3 separate regions of the Mus musculus genome follow, and regions 2 and 3 are each linked to region 1. Evidence: chromatin contacts called from public HiChIP or PLAC-seq data. All regions are on one chromosome and are shown on one strand. The core of a region is the stretch at or near the end of the contact, and the rest is flanking DNA. Distances in the headings are between cores, read along the strand shown. Region 1 holds the start of Lhx1os (LIM homeobox 1, opposite strand). Region 2 has its middle 37 kb from the start of Lhx1os. Region 3 has its middle 60 kb from the start of Lhx1os.

Region 1 (3,784 bases), core at 1-2,500:
ATGCGGATTCACTGCCAGTCCAACCGCGTTTCTGCACACTTTTCTCCTAATTTAGCCCTGTAGAAGATCTGCTAGGCTCATAGATGAAATAACTCTAAAGACAGATTCTGAAATTCCATCTAGATTTGGCTGCAGGGTCCTTCCAAGTTTGATCAAATGGGCTTTCCTAGCACCTCCCCCAAATAAGAGCAGAAGTGGCACCACTTTGAGATGTTTGGGTTAAGCTTGGGGGAGGGGGGGCTGCTATGCTTAACTTGAGTGCTCCTGGGAACTAGAATACTCTTTAAAGCTCAAGCCTTCAGGACCCGCATCGATTTCCACACTTAGGCAGATTCGTCGCCGTCCCCCAAAGAAGGTGGCCAGGAATTTACAACGTGGACAGAATTGGGAAAGTGTAACATTCCTAAGGAATAAACTCTGGTAGGTCGGTTGACGTCCGAAGAAAGGAACTTGTTCGAAGCCTGGAAAAGGGACGACCGGAATGGGAGCCAGGCATATTCGGTCAGTGCGCCACAAGCCTCCCTCCCCTGCTGCTACGGTGCAGTCCCCCGCTGCTACCACCTCCCCCCAGCTGCGGGAGCCCCGCCGTTTCCCACCTAGTCATTTGTTTTTGTTTGTAAAAGGTGTCTCCGGATCACAATTTTCTCACAACTTCTTGCCAGAGTTGGAGCTCCTCACCCGAAGCGCTTCCCCACCCACTCTTTCTCCCACCCTGGCGCCGGGCCTCCGGTTTCTCCCGCCCCCATCAGGAAATCGCCCGAATCAACTTTGCAAGTGAGCGCAGCGGGAGATCGACACTCGTGTCTCCCAGACTCCCTGCCGGGTGGACTTTGGATGGACAGGGGGAGGAGGCACCGAAACAGACAGAAGGCGAGATTACGCTGCCAAGCGCCCCCTACCTCTCCTTAGACTCGAGCTACGCCGGGGGCAATTTCCAGGCCAAACGAACAAGGGGCGGGCTATCAACACCTAGTGATTTGCAAAACCAGTGTACTAGGACCTCCCAAGCTTCCAGATCTCGCTGCAATCTAATCCCAACAAGTCTTTTTAAATATATAGGTTTGCTTTTACCCCCACCCAGAACTCTGACTTCCTCCGCGCCTCCTTTCCGCGCTTCCTCCCGCCTACTGTCAATCCTTGATGCCGAAACGGACGTCTTACCAAACCTGGAAGGGGCCAGGACATCTCGCTGCTAGTCGCCGGCACCGCGCGGGCCCGCCGCCACTGATCCTCTAAACGCGGTCTCCCCGCATTCTCCCCGGCCGGGGGGGACGCAGAATGGTTTACAGAAGGACCGCGAGGCGCTGATTGGTCACAGACTGCCGTGACGTCGGCGGGCGCTGCATTAAGGCGAGGGGGCTTCCAGGGCTCAGCCAACAGCCAGGAGCAGTGACCGAGCCGCTGGAGCTGGGGAGAGACGCGCGGAAGACTGGGCCAGGAGACTAGGGACCGAGGGACGCGCGCCTGGGGAGAGCCAACAAGGAACCCGCGGGCCGGACAGCGACACCGGCAATCCGCGCCAAACTGTTCCAGCCGCTGGCCTTCTATAGCCGCAGCCCCAGGACATTCTAAAGCTCTCCAAGACGCCCCCTCCCCTGGCTTCTCGCGTTGACCAAGGAAAAGAAAAAGGGAGGGAAAAAGAAAGGAAGGAGACTAGAAAGAAAACCCAGATTTGCCACCGCACAAAAAGAGAGGTGGGGGGGACAAGGAAAAAAAAAAAAGTCGAGCGACTGTGGGGCCGGAACACAGGCAGCGGGATCGTGGGCCGAGCGATGCAAGGCTGCGCGCCCAAGCGGCCGCGAGTTGTGACTGAAGCCAGGATGCTCGTCCAGGCGCAGTGAAGAGCCAGACCGTGTTGCCTCCCCAGGAGTCCAAGCGCAGGGAGGGCCGCTCGGAGGACGCGGCAGACTGCCTGGCAGGCCACCGGCCGAGGTGACAGGGCTGGGGCGGTGGGGAGCGAGCGAGTGCGCCCGGCTGCGTCCGCCCGAAGCGGACGGTCCCTTTCCATTTTTGACTGGCACAAAAAAGAAAACTCTCCAAAGGGGTGGGGGCTACCTAAGCAACAACTACAATCAACAAAATATCCTACCCAACCCGCCATCTCCCCCACACCTCGGTCTGCCCCCGCCCCCTCCCCAGGCCCAGCGCGGGCGCCCAGAGCGTCCCAACTCACTGCAAGAAACCGGCAATGTAGGATCCAAAGCTTTCTACTCCCGTGTTCTTTTCTTTCCGTGTTTTTTTTAAAGGGGAAAACCCGGTGGTGGGCAGTCTGACACGCACACAACCTGCCTTCATACTCTGACAAAAGCAGATGCACTTTGACTTCTGACAGCTCTACCTCAAGCTGGAGAGAACCCAGCTTTCCCGAATCCTGAGCTCTTGGCGTCTTCCTTTTCGTCTGTTTCCATTTTATTTATTTACGTCCCGCCGCCTCTCACGGTGACCTTCACTCCTTCGCGGGCTTTGAGCAGAAGAGCCGCTTTCTAGCCCGCTTGAGACTGATTTTCCTCGCCCGGTGAGCTGAGGTGGCGCTGCTCCATCCCGTTGCCCCGGGACTCCGGGGCTGCCCTCTACCAGCCTGGTCTCTCCCCCTTTTGATTTGCTAGTACGGGTTTTTTGCTTGCCCAACTAGAGAGGGTTTCTTCTTTTTGGAGGAGCTGGTTGTCTTCAGAAGTCATCCCCTCGACTCTAATTGCCCTGTCGCTCCGGGCCTCACCGGACCAAACCAAAGACCATGGTGCACTGTGCGGGCTGCAAAAGGCCCATCCTGGACCGTTTCCTCTTGAACGTGTTGGACAGGGCCTGGCACGTCAAGTGCGTCCAGTGCTGTGAATGTAAATGCAACCTGACCGAGAAGTGCTTCTCCCGGGAAGGCAAGCTCTACTGTAAAAACGACTTCTTCCGGTGAGTACTTCCCTCCCGCGCCTCTGTTGCTCCTTCCCCATGGGCCCTTCCAGGCCAGCTTCGGATCAGAGGTCTGTGTGGCTCTAGCAGCCGCGTTAGGAGCTGCCTTTTACTAGGGCAGCCCAGTCTTTTCCCGCTTCTACCTTTTAGGAAGCTAGTCGGTATTGCGAGATATATTAATTTTCTCTTTATCTTTTTATAAACACATCAGCTGTAGTACTTGGTTCTGGAAAGCGTGGTCCGGGTTTGGCTGCCCGCGCCTGGGAAGAAAGGGTCTGAGATGGCTTCAGCTCAGCAGCCCTAACAAGGCGAGGGAGAGGTGGAGCAGCCTCGGGGTTGCAGCTCTCGCTTGCCTTTCCCGAAGCCAAGCTCTCCAGCAACCAAAGACGTTTTCTGGTTCTCCCAGCTTGTTGGTTCTCCAAGTTGAGCTTAGAGGCTCCAGCTTTATTCCAGTCCCTGCCTCTTCCTTCTCCAAGAGATCTTGTCGGAACTACAGAGCCCTTGTGGCCCAGAAAGCCACAATAAAGAGTCCGACCTTGAGGCCAATCCTGTATGTCTATGGGTCTCCCCAAACGTGGATTGGCCTCTAAGCATAGACCTGGGAGAACCGTGCGGTTCGATTTTGGCCTCAGACCAATGCTCAGGCTCCTCTTCGTGCCTTTCCAGCCAATGCCCCACAAGGAAGGCCACCTCTTGGCGGCTCGTTAGAACCGGGAAAATTCTCTTCTGTTTACCATTTTACATGTATTTTCTTAAACTCTTTGTCCCGATCACAACTCAACAGAACAGAATGGCTCCGAATGTAAATTATATTTCCCAGTGATTTGAAATCCCACACTTTACTTCGCTATTTTGGTCTTGGTTTCTGAGGCTTTCCCAA
Region 2 (3,564 bases), core at 153-2,652, 37 kb before region 1:
GACCTGTGCCTGGGTCCTCGTGGCCCAGCTGCTCTCCACACTGGTGAGGGGACAGAGAGGGGAGTTAATAGATTACAGGGCTGGGCAGGAAGAAGAGAGGATTTTTCATTTTAAAATGTTCTAGAATAATTCATATTTGCTTTGCAGGATGGCATTGTGTGCTGTCAGCTCTGTAATAACTTCTAGACCTTTATTTATTGTTTTGCCTTAATGATTTCATGTTGCTCCAGTGTCGAGAATTCTCAGTGTCTTGTAACACATAACGACAGCGAAGGCCCAGGCTGGGGCAGGCCCCTGGGAGGGAACCCTGCTCCCATAATAGACCCTGCCAGTCTCGGTGGAGGTGGCAGAACCCAGAGCAAGAAGCCGAAGCCCCCAAGCTGGGTGCAAAGCGAGGGTAATTCTCACATCACCCTCTGCCGCCAGTGTTACTGCCCTGAGAGCAGTGCATGCTAAGCTTTAGGGGAGCTTGCACCTGATTTTGTGTGACCAAGCCAGGATTCCCACAGGGGCCAGTGGGCAGCCTTCAGTGACCTGGCGGCTCCTCCACTCTGGTAGCATGGGGGCTGATTAGGGCAAATCTTTAAGTGCAGATCCTCAGTACACAACTCTGGAGCATGGCCGTACTGTGGGTTCAGAATGAGGGGAGGCTCTGTGTCTAATGGGCTATCCGGAGAGTCACAGCCACACAGGACAACTCATCTGTTGGCTGTATCCTCACTAGAACACACTTGGGTGCGCTCAGTTCCTCTGACTGAGGTTCCACAGTTGGAACAGTCTCACAAATGTCTCATTGAGTACCCACCCCGCCCCACCACCACCTCTGCCAGTCTCCATCCTGGGTCCCTGAGGGCTCTACTCCTAGCTCCATATTCCCAACCCCTTCCGTGAAAAGGAATGGAAGAGGAAGGGGAGGCTTTCCCTGTTGCCATGGTGATTCTCCACCTCCCAGTCTGTGGGTCAGGGACAGCTTCACTATGAGCCTCTGGCTAAGACTGGAGGGAAGCGAGCTGCTCTGGACAGGAATAGGGTAGAGGATCGGGAAGGTCACAGGAGCTACAAAGCAGAGGGAAAGAGATGGTGAGCCAGATCCTGGAAGGCTAGAGCGCAGAGAGCCAGCTCGTCCAGATGCTTAGTGGCCAGGTCTTTGGCCCGGGAACAGAAAGAACTATGTGAAAGAGTGTGGCATTCTGGACCTGTGCTCTCTGCACCTAGACAGAAGACCCAGAGACAAGACAGCCAGAGAGGCTGGTGAGGTACAGAGACAGAACCTCAGGATGAGAAGAGACTGCGGCTCAGGCAGCAGAGCTCTGGAAAAGGAGCACACAGCAAGGCCTGCACTGTGGCTGCACTGGGCTCCACTAGGCTGCGCAGGCAGAACGGATAGTACCGGCTTCAGCTGGGGCAGATGGAGCGAGGAAGGGCCTGACCCCCAGCCCACTAGAGAATGGCGGATTGTCTGCTCTTTGGAGTGCTCCCACTGCTGCGGGCCCACAACCCCCTGCCCCTGGGATCATGGTGAGAGAAACAGAAGTGGGGAGGGGAAAAGTGACAGGCAAGTGATCACAGACCACGTCTCCACCTCCCCAGCTCCCACTCCCCTTTGGCGGGTTTTCCCTGGCAGCAGCAGGTGCTCCCTGGGCCCAACTGTCTCTGGCAGAGTCCAGGATGTTGTTAACTGGGGAAGTGATGCAGGAGAGACTATGGAGGGGGAGGGGCTGAAAAAGGAAAGGCTCCTGAGGGAAACCCTTCTCTGTTCCTTCTGTTTTTTCTTCTCTCTCTCTCTCTCTCTCTCTCTCTCTCTCTCTCTCTCTCTCTCTCTCTCTCTCTCTCTCCCTCCCTCCCTCCCTCCCTCTCTGTCTCTCTCTCTCTTTCTTTTTTTTTTTCCGAGGCAGGGTTTCTCTGTATAGCCCTGGCTGTCCTGAAACTCACTTTGTAGACCAGGCTGGCCTCGAATTCAGAAATCCGCCTGCCTCTGCTCTCCTCCTTCTGCATACACTTACTTCACAAGCATTCACTTTCTTATTCCTCTGCTGACTCTAATCAGTAGAGGCTGTTATTCTGATCTCTACTGGGTAGGTGAGAAACTGAGGCAGTGTTGGCTGAGGGAATTGCCAGAGAGGATTCAAACCTGGGAGAGGGCTGGCATTTGTGCTCCTGACAGCCAGTCTACACATTCTACATTTGTGCATCATTTGTGATATGGCCTTGCTATGTTGACTAGGCCTATGTTGAACTTCTGAGCTCACATGATCCTGCAACCTCAGCTTCCCAAGTAGCTAGGACTCCGGGCGTAGGCACCTTTGTATCTGGATTCCTCTTTCATTTCCTATACTGTTTATCCCCTGGCATTTCTCTAACCAGCCTTTATTTCTTCGAGCAATATGTTCCAGTCTGCCTAGTCTTGCTGTGACAACGTTATCTGAGTGGCTATGTGCAAACACGTGCACACTTGCTTGCATGGCTCCAGAGAGTCCCCATGTGTGGGAGTACACACACACACACACACACACACACACACACACACACACACACACACACACCTCTGTACACAAGGAAGCTATCACACCTGCCGAAGCCCAGGCAGGCCATTGCTTTCACCAGCAGAGCATTAACTGTGGCATAGTAACCCCAAACAATGATCAAGCCAAAAAAAAAAATGTTTGGCTTTGCAATCAAGTGCTGCTTGGCATATGTGGTTTTTGGCAATACATCTGCCTTCCTAGGTTAAGCTTGGGCTGATGTGGCTTCCCGCGAATCTGCAGCTTGGCAGCACTGGCTTCCAGGAGAGCCAGACTCTTGGTTCCCAGATGCCAGACGTGCCCCCCCCCCCCCCGCAGGCCTTCCCAGAGCTCCTCTCCAGCCCTGGCAGCCTCCACAGATCAGAGGAGATCCTGAAAGATCTCACAAGGGGCAGTGAGGATTCGAACCCTGGGTCACTGAAGAGGAGGGGGACTGTAAAGCTTGAGTGAACACAGGTGGGTCTGAGCCAGACCTGTGACCTCCCAGGTGTGCCTCACCCGTCTGGAATGTGGCTGCCTCACCGTCTAGTCTCGTCAGGCCCCTCTTCTGTGGCCAGGCTGGTGGGTGTGGATGAGCTATAATGGGTATGTGCCGAGCTTCCCTCCAGAGGACCCTGCATAAGGCTGTGTGCAGTGAGGGGTGACAAAGTCTCTTCCCCAGTGAGGGAAAAATGCCCTCACATTGTACCAGGGCCTCACAGACCCATCACCCTCCCTAGACATAGGCATAGTCATGCTTTCAGTGTTCATGAGTCCCTCCTGGGCCTGGCTTTTCGGTGGATCTAGGGGCAATGCTAGCAATTCAAACTTGGAAACTGTTATCTTCCTCCCGAATGGCAGCTCAGCTATCAGGCATGGAATAGCTTAACACAAACTTAAAGAGTGTCACAAGTAATAAAAGAGATGTAGGTAAGTTTGAAAAGCAATTTCCAACTGGAGACTTGGAGGAAACCCTCCTGGTTGAAGAAGCAGGACTTGATGTGGCCTCAGCAAAAGCAGAGATGTGCTTGGTTTTTCCAACTGGTACCCAGGGGAGACTATT
Region 3 (3,804 bases), core at 666-3,165, 60 kb before region 1:
TTTCCTCCTCAAAGAAATAAGAGAACAGAGGTTGGGATCACAGGTTGTGGTGTGAGGAGGAAACTGTATGCAGCTCGTAACTGGGACTCCAGACATACTCGAGAGATCAGACAGTGGATTATCACCCACAAGCTGGCTGGGCACTCTTGGGGTGTCAGGGGACACTGTCCTCCTCTCATGCAGGCCTCAGTTGGCTCCCCCACACGTGCTGTGGTGCCTCCTAAGCTTCTCTGCACCCCAACAGCAGCTCTGGAGGGCCAGGTGAGCATATGGCCACAGGAAGGCTCTTGGTGGGAGCCAGCCTGCTTCCTCTCCCTCGTTAGCGTCGCCCGGGGCTGCTCTCTCCTTAGCAAGGCCTGGATAACGAAGGCCACAGCCTATTAATTGCGGTGACAGTGATAAAGGAAGAGGGGGAGGCTGCTATTTGTCTTGCTCGTAACCTCTCGCATCATTCCAAGATGAATGAAAACTCATTTTCTGCTTTGATTCGGTCTAATTTCTCTGGCCCCCTGGGCCGCGTGGAGGGGGAGGGGCGGGGAGGGACTCACAGCCTCCCGTTGAGAAGGAATTGGGGGAGGAGAAGATGGGGTTAGAGGTCACAGAAGGAGGAGGCCTGCCCCATGATCGAACCAAGAACCTGTGGGGGAGCTGTTGGGACCAACAGCTATTAATGTGAAAGATACAGGGCTCATGCAGGAGCTGACTGGATTATGAACTAATCCAGCCCAGGAAAGACTCTCCACCCATTTCACAGATGTGACAATGGAGGTAGAGACTTGCCCAAGATCACAGAACCAGTGAGGCCAAAGCCCAGCTTCAGCATGGAGGAGAATTGGTCCTGGATTGTCACTGGCTTTTTATCTGTCACCTAAAACGTTGCCTCTTACCCAGATGAATGGATAGGAGGCAATGAAGTTCCACAGAGAAATGACTGTTGAAGAAGGAAGTTCCAAGTACTGCTCATCCATTCCCCTCCAAGGAATGGGAAAGGGAGATGGGCTGGAGGCTGGGGGATGAAAATGGGCTCTTCTTTCCATCACACCCCACACTGACCCGAGTGGACATTGTTAGCCTGACCCATTTGTAAGATGGAGCCTTAGGCCTCTGCCTTGCTGGCCATGTGGTGGATGGGTGTGGGGTGAGACTATGGAGAAGGGCTCCACCTGTGGCAAGTCCCCTGTTTGCAGAAACGGGAAGGGAAGGGGCCAAGCCTGCAGCCCTAGCAATCTGAGCTTCTTGGTCCAAGATTCATCTTTGTCCCTGGAAATTGATATCCAGAGTCAACTATTTGTGAGTCCCTACACAAGCCCTGCCTGGCCATTTGCTGTAAATCTATCTCCTCTCTGATAGTCAGAGGTCCCATGAGGCCCAGGAAATCAAAAGGGCCTGGGTTTCATGACCTTTCTGTTAAGGTGACCCCAGAACAGCTCTATGGGACAGGAAGAGTTGTCCCAGAAACAGGAAGAACATAGACTGCATCAGACAGGCTTCACACAGCATCCTTTGGGACTTCCAGGCACAGGCGAGGAGGTGTTGACATTGGGAAGAGTTTGAATGATGCTCTGATACTCAGCGTGAATAAAAACGTGTGCTCTGAAGCCAGACAGTGTGCTGTATGCTGCTGCTCTGCCCTTGGCTATGTGACCTTGAGCGAGTAGCTTTGCCTCTTTGGGCCTCACTTGTGTTTAAAGTGGGATGGTAATCGTGTCTCCTTCCTCATGCACACAGAGAGTGTGCCCTAAGTGGGTTGTGATCTGAGAGGCCAGGCACCAGGCTGAGAAGGGCTGCTCTAGGGTCAGGATGTCTGTGAGAAGTGAGACAGCTGACTCAAGCGTGTCCCCCATTCCCCTCCCTACAAAGTTCTCCCATCTGCCCCATCTGAATTGCAAATGGCCTTTCCTTTCACTACAGCCCCAGCAGGAGACAGCTGAGGCCAGAGAGGCAGCCCTGCCCCAATAGGGTGCCCATGGCCTTGCTCTGTCTCCAAAGGTCTGCAGGAGGAGCCCTCAGACCAAGACCGCAGTCCAGAGAATCATGGGGAAGCAGATGGAAATCCATTCAGAGCCACTCTACCTGGCATCCCTGGCCTTCCCACCCTGGTTCTACCATCCCTTTCCGCTCCTGACCACAGGGCCCCTTCACACAAGGCCCAGTCTGAGTCTTAGACTCACATAAGAAAGGGGAGTAACCCTTGGTCCCGTGCTCAGAATCCTTACATGTGCCAGGCCCTGGGTGTTGTGCCACAGACCTCACCTCAATTGTACTTTCCGTAGTCCTATCAGGTGCCTGTTCACAAGTCCCCTCTGTTGACAGTCCCATTCCACAGCCAGAGCTTCAGAGGTCCAGAGGTCCCAAGTGGCAAAGCCTCATCTTGCTTTCTCCAGATCTCAACACTGAAGCATTACTGTCTTTTATGCAACAGCAGACCCTGCACACCATCCAGTGGGAAAATGGAGTGGAGGGGCATGAACAATATGGGAGGCATAGAAGGAGCTGAGGTGATGTGTATAAAGCACCTACTCTGTGCTACCTAAAGATTAAAAACATGATAAAAAATGGCATCCTAGAAACTGACACTGTGGACACCCTGGCATCAGGTCAGGTGTCCTCAGCTGACTCTCTGGCCCTCTCAGAAGCCCGGCAAGGTAGTTATTGTTATTGCCACTCCACAGAGGCTCTACTGAAGCTAGGGCACCTGAGTGTCTAAAGCCACACAGACTTCAAGCACCCACGTGAGAACCTGGGCTGCTCCTGTCTTCCTTTGAATAGCAACATAAGAGCAAGGACTCTCTCCAGCATTTATTGGCTACTTTTCCCTGGCCAGTCTGGGAAGCACTTAAATAACAAGGTGACCCAGCTGTCAGCATCATTTCCATCCTACCAATAGGGAAAGAGAAGCTTGGAGGTCAGGTAAATCAAGAAATGGGCCCTCACCAGGAGTTAGGATCTCTCTTTGTATTTCCAACAAGTGTCTCTCCCTGAGAAACAGCCTAAAGTCTTCAGGGATCATAGAGTCTCCATTCTGTGACCTTCCCAGATGTATCTCTCAACACTGTCTCCACCGATTGGAAGATAATCTGTCTAACAGATTTCATCAATTCCCAACTCAGATATTCTTCATACATATGTGTGTTCATACTTGTGTCTCTTTAGGAAACTCCCATTCACCCATTTTTACATACAATTTCATTGAATCCTTCCTTGACATACCGTAGAAGAGGAATCGATGTCCACAAGACACCCTAACTATTGTACATTTCATAGTTCACCACAAGTCCTTGCTCCTGTCTACAATTCTCTGGCCACACCATGGACTCATCTAGGCGTGAACTTGTGCTCACCAATTTTATGTCCTCAATGGCTTCCAAGATCCCAACATCATAGAAGGTTCTCTGCAAACAGTGTAGGGCATCCAGTTAATGTCTCATCTCAATAATACTTAGCCTCAATTGTAAATCCCCCACAAAGATGAAGCTGAGAAACCTGTTTTCTGTACTCTCAGAGAAAATGACACAAGCCCAGGGACCTCCTATGCCCTCTCTGATCCAAAGTTCCTGAAAATGCCTCTCAGGGCCTGAGCCTGATGACGCCTTAGGTTTTGTTCCTAAGACAGGAGAAAACTGGGAAGAAATGGCAAGTCTAGACTTAAACTGATTCAGTTACCTGCTTCAAGTTTCATTGGAAACAAAAAGCCTAGCCTCTGTCCCTTCCAAGATAACCTAGGGCCATCTTCAGGGTTAGAAGGGTTCAAACCCTGGTCCTAGCTGGGCATGGTAGTACATGCCTGTAATTCCAGCATTTGGC

The links. HiChIP or PLAC-seq counts read pairs in DNA pulled down with a chosen protein or histone mark.
Region 2: an H3K27ac HiChIP or PLAC-seq map of differentiating embryonic stem cells shows a contact between it and region 1, with 3 times the contacts expected there. The contact joins the enhancer-like site here to the promoter of Lhx1os in region 1. A contact is called at or near these places in 2 of 39 promoter capture datasets (embryonic stem cells and macrophages), 3 of 484 Hi-C or Micro-C datasets (the G1E-ER4 cell line, cerebellar granule neurons and cerebellum), 11 of 115 datasets of contacts at active chromatin or transcription factors (the SCID.adh cell line, bone marrow-derived macrophages, differentiating embryonic stem cells and 5 more) and 3 of 9 other capture datasets (adipose tissue, liver and pancreatic islet).
Region 3: an H3K27ac HiChIP or PLAC-seq map of differentiating embryonic stem cells shows a contact between it and region 1, with 3 times the contacts expected there. The contact joins the enhancer-like site here to the promoter of Lhx1os in region 1. A contact is called at or near these places in 1 of 39 promoter capture datasets (embryonic stem cells), 5 of 484 Hi-C or Micro-C datasets (cerebellar granule neurons, embryonic fibroblasts, nephron progenitors and 2 more), 12 of 115 datasets of contacts at active chromatin or transcription factors (bone marrow-derived macrophages, differentiating embryonic stem cells, embryonic forebrain and 6 more) and 2 of 9 other capture datasets (liver and pancreatic islet).

The regions. Positions count from the first base shown.
Region 1 is chr11:84,523,126-84,526,909 of GRCm38.p6, reverse strand. It overlaps Lhx1os (LIM homeobox 1, opposite strand), which reads right to left and starts at 1,250. Exons shown (of 4, transcript NR_038057.1): 1 at 1,162-1,250. Lhx1 (LIM homeobox protein 1) reads left to right here and starts at 1,376. Exons shown (of 5, transcript NM_008498.3): 1 at 1,376-2,904. The coding sequence starts at 2,735.
Region 2 is chr11:84,560,964-84,564,527 of GRCm38.p6, reverse strand. No RefSeq gene overlaps it. Among named protein-coding and RNA genes, the nearest start is that of Lhx1os, 37 kb to the right of the region's middle. Within about 2 kb of position 1,402, at least 17 of the 459 cell types and tissues checked have an H3K27ac peak or open chromatin away from gene starts, as enhancers often do. A contact at or near this core is called in cerebellum and differentiating embryonic stem cells, where this site is marked.
Region 3 is chr11:84,583,887-84,587,690 of GRCm38.p6, reverse strand. No RefSeq gene overlaps it. Among named protein-coding and RNA genes, the nearest start is that of Lhx1os, 60 kb to the right of the region's middle. Within about 2 kb of position 1,915, at least 10 of the 459 cell types and tissues checked have an H3K27ac peak or open chromatin away from gene starts, as enhancers often do. A contact at or near this core is called in differentiating embryonic stem cells, where this site is marked.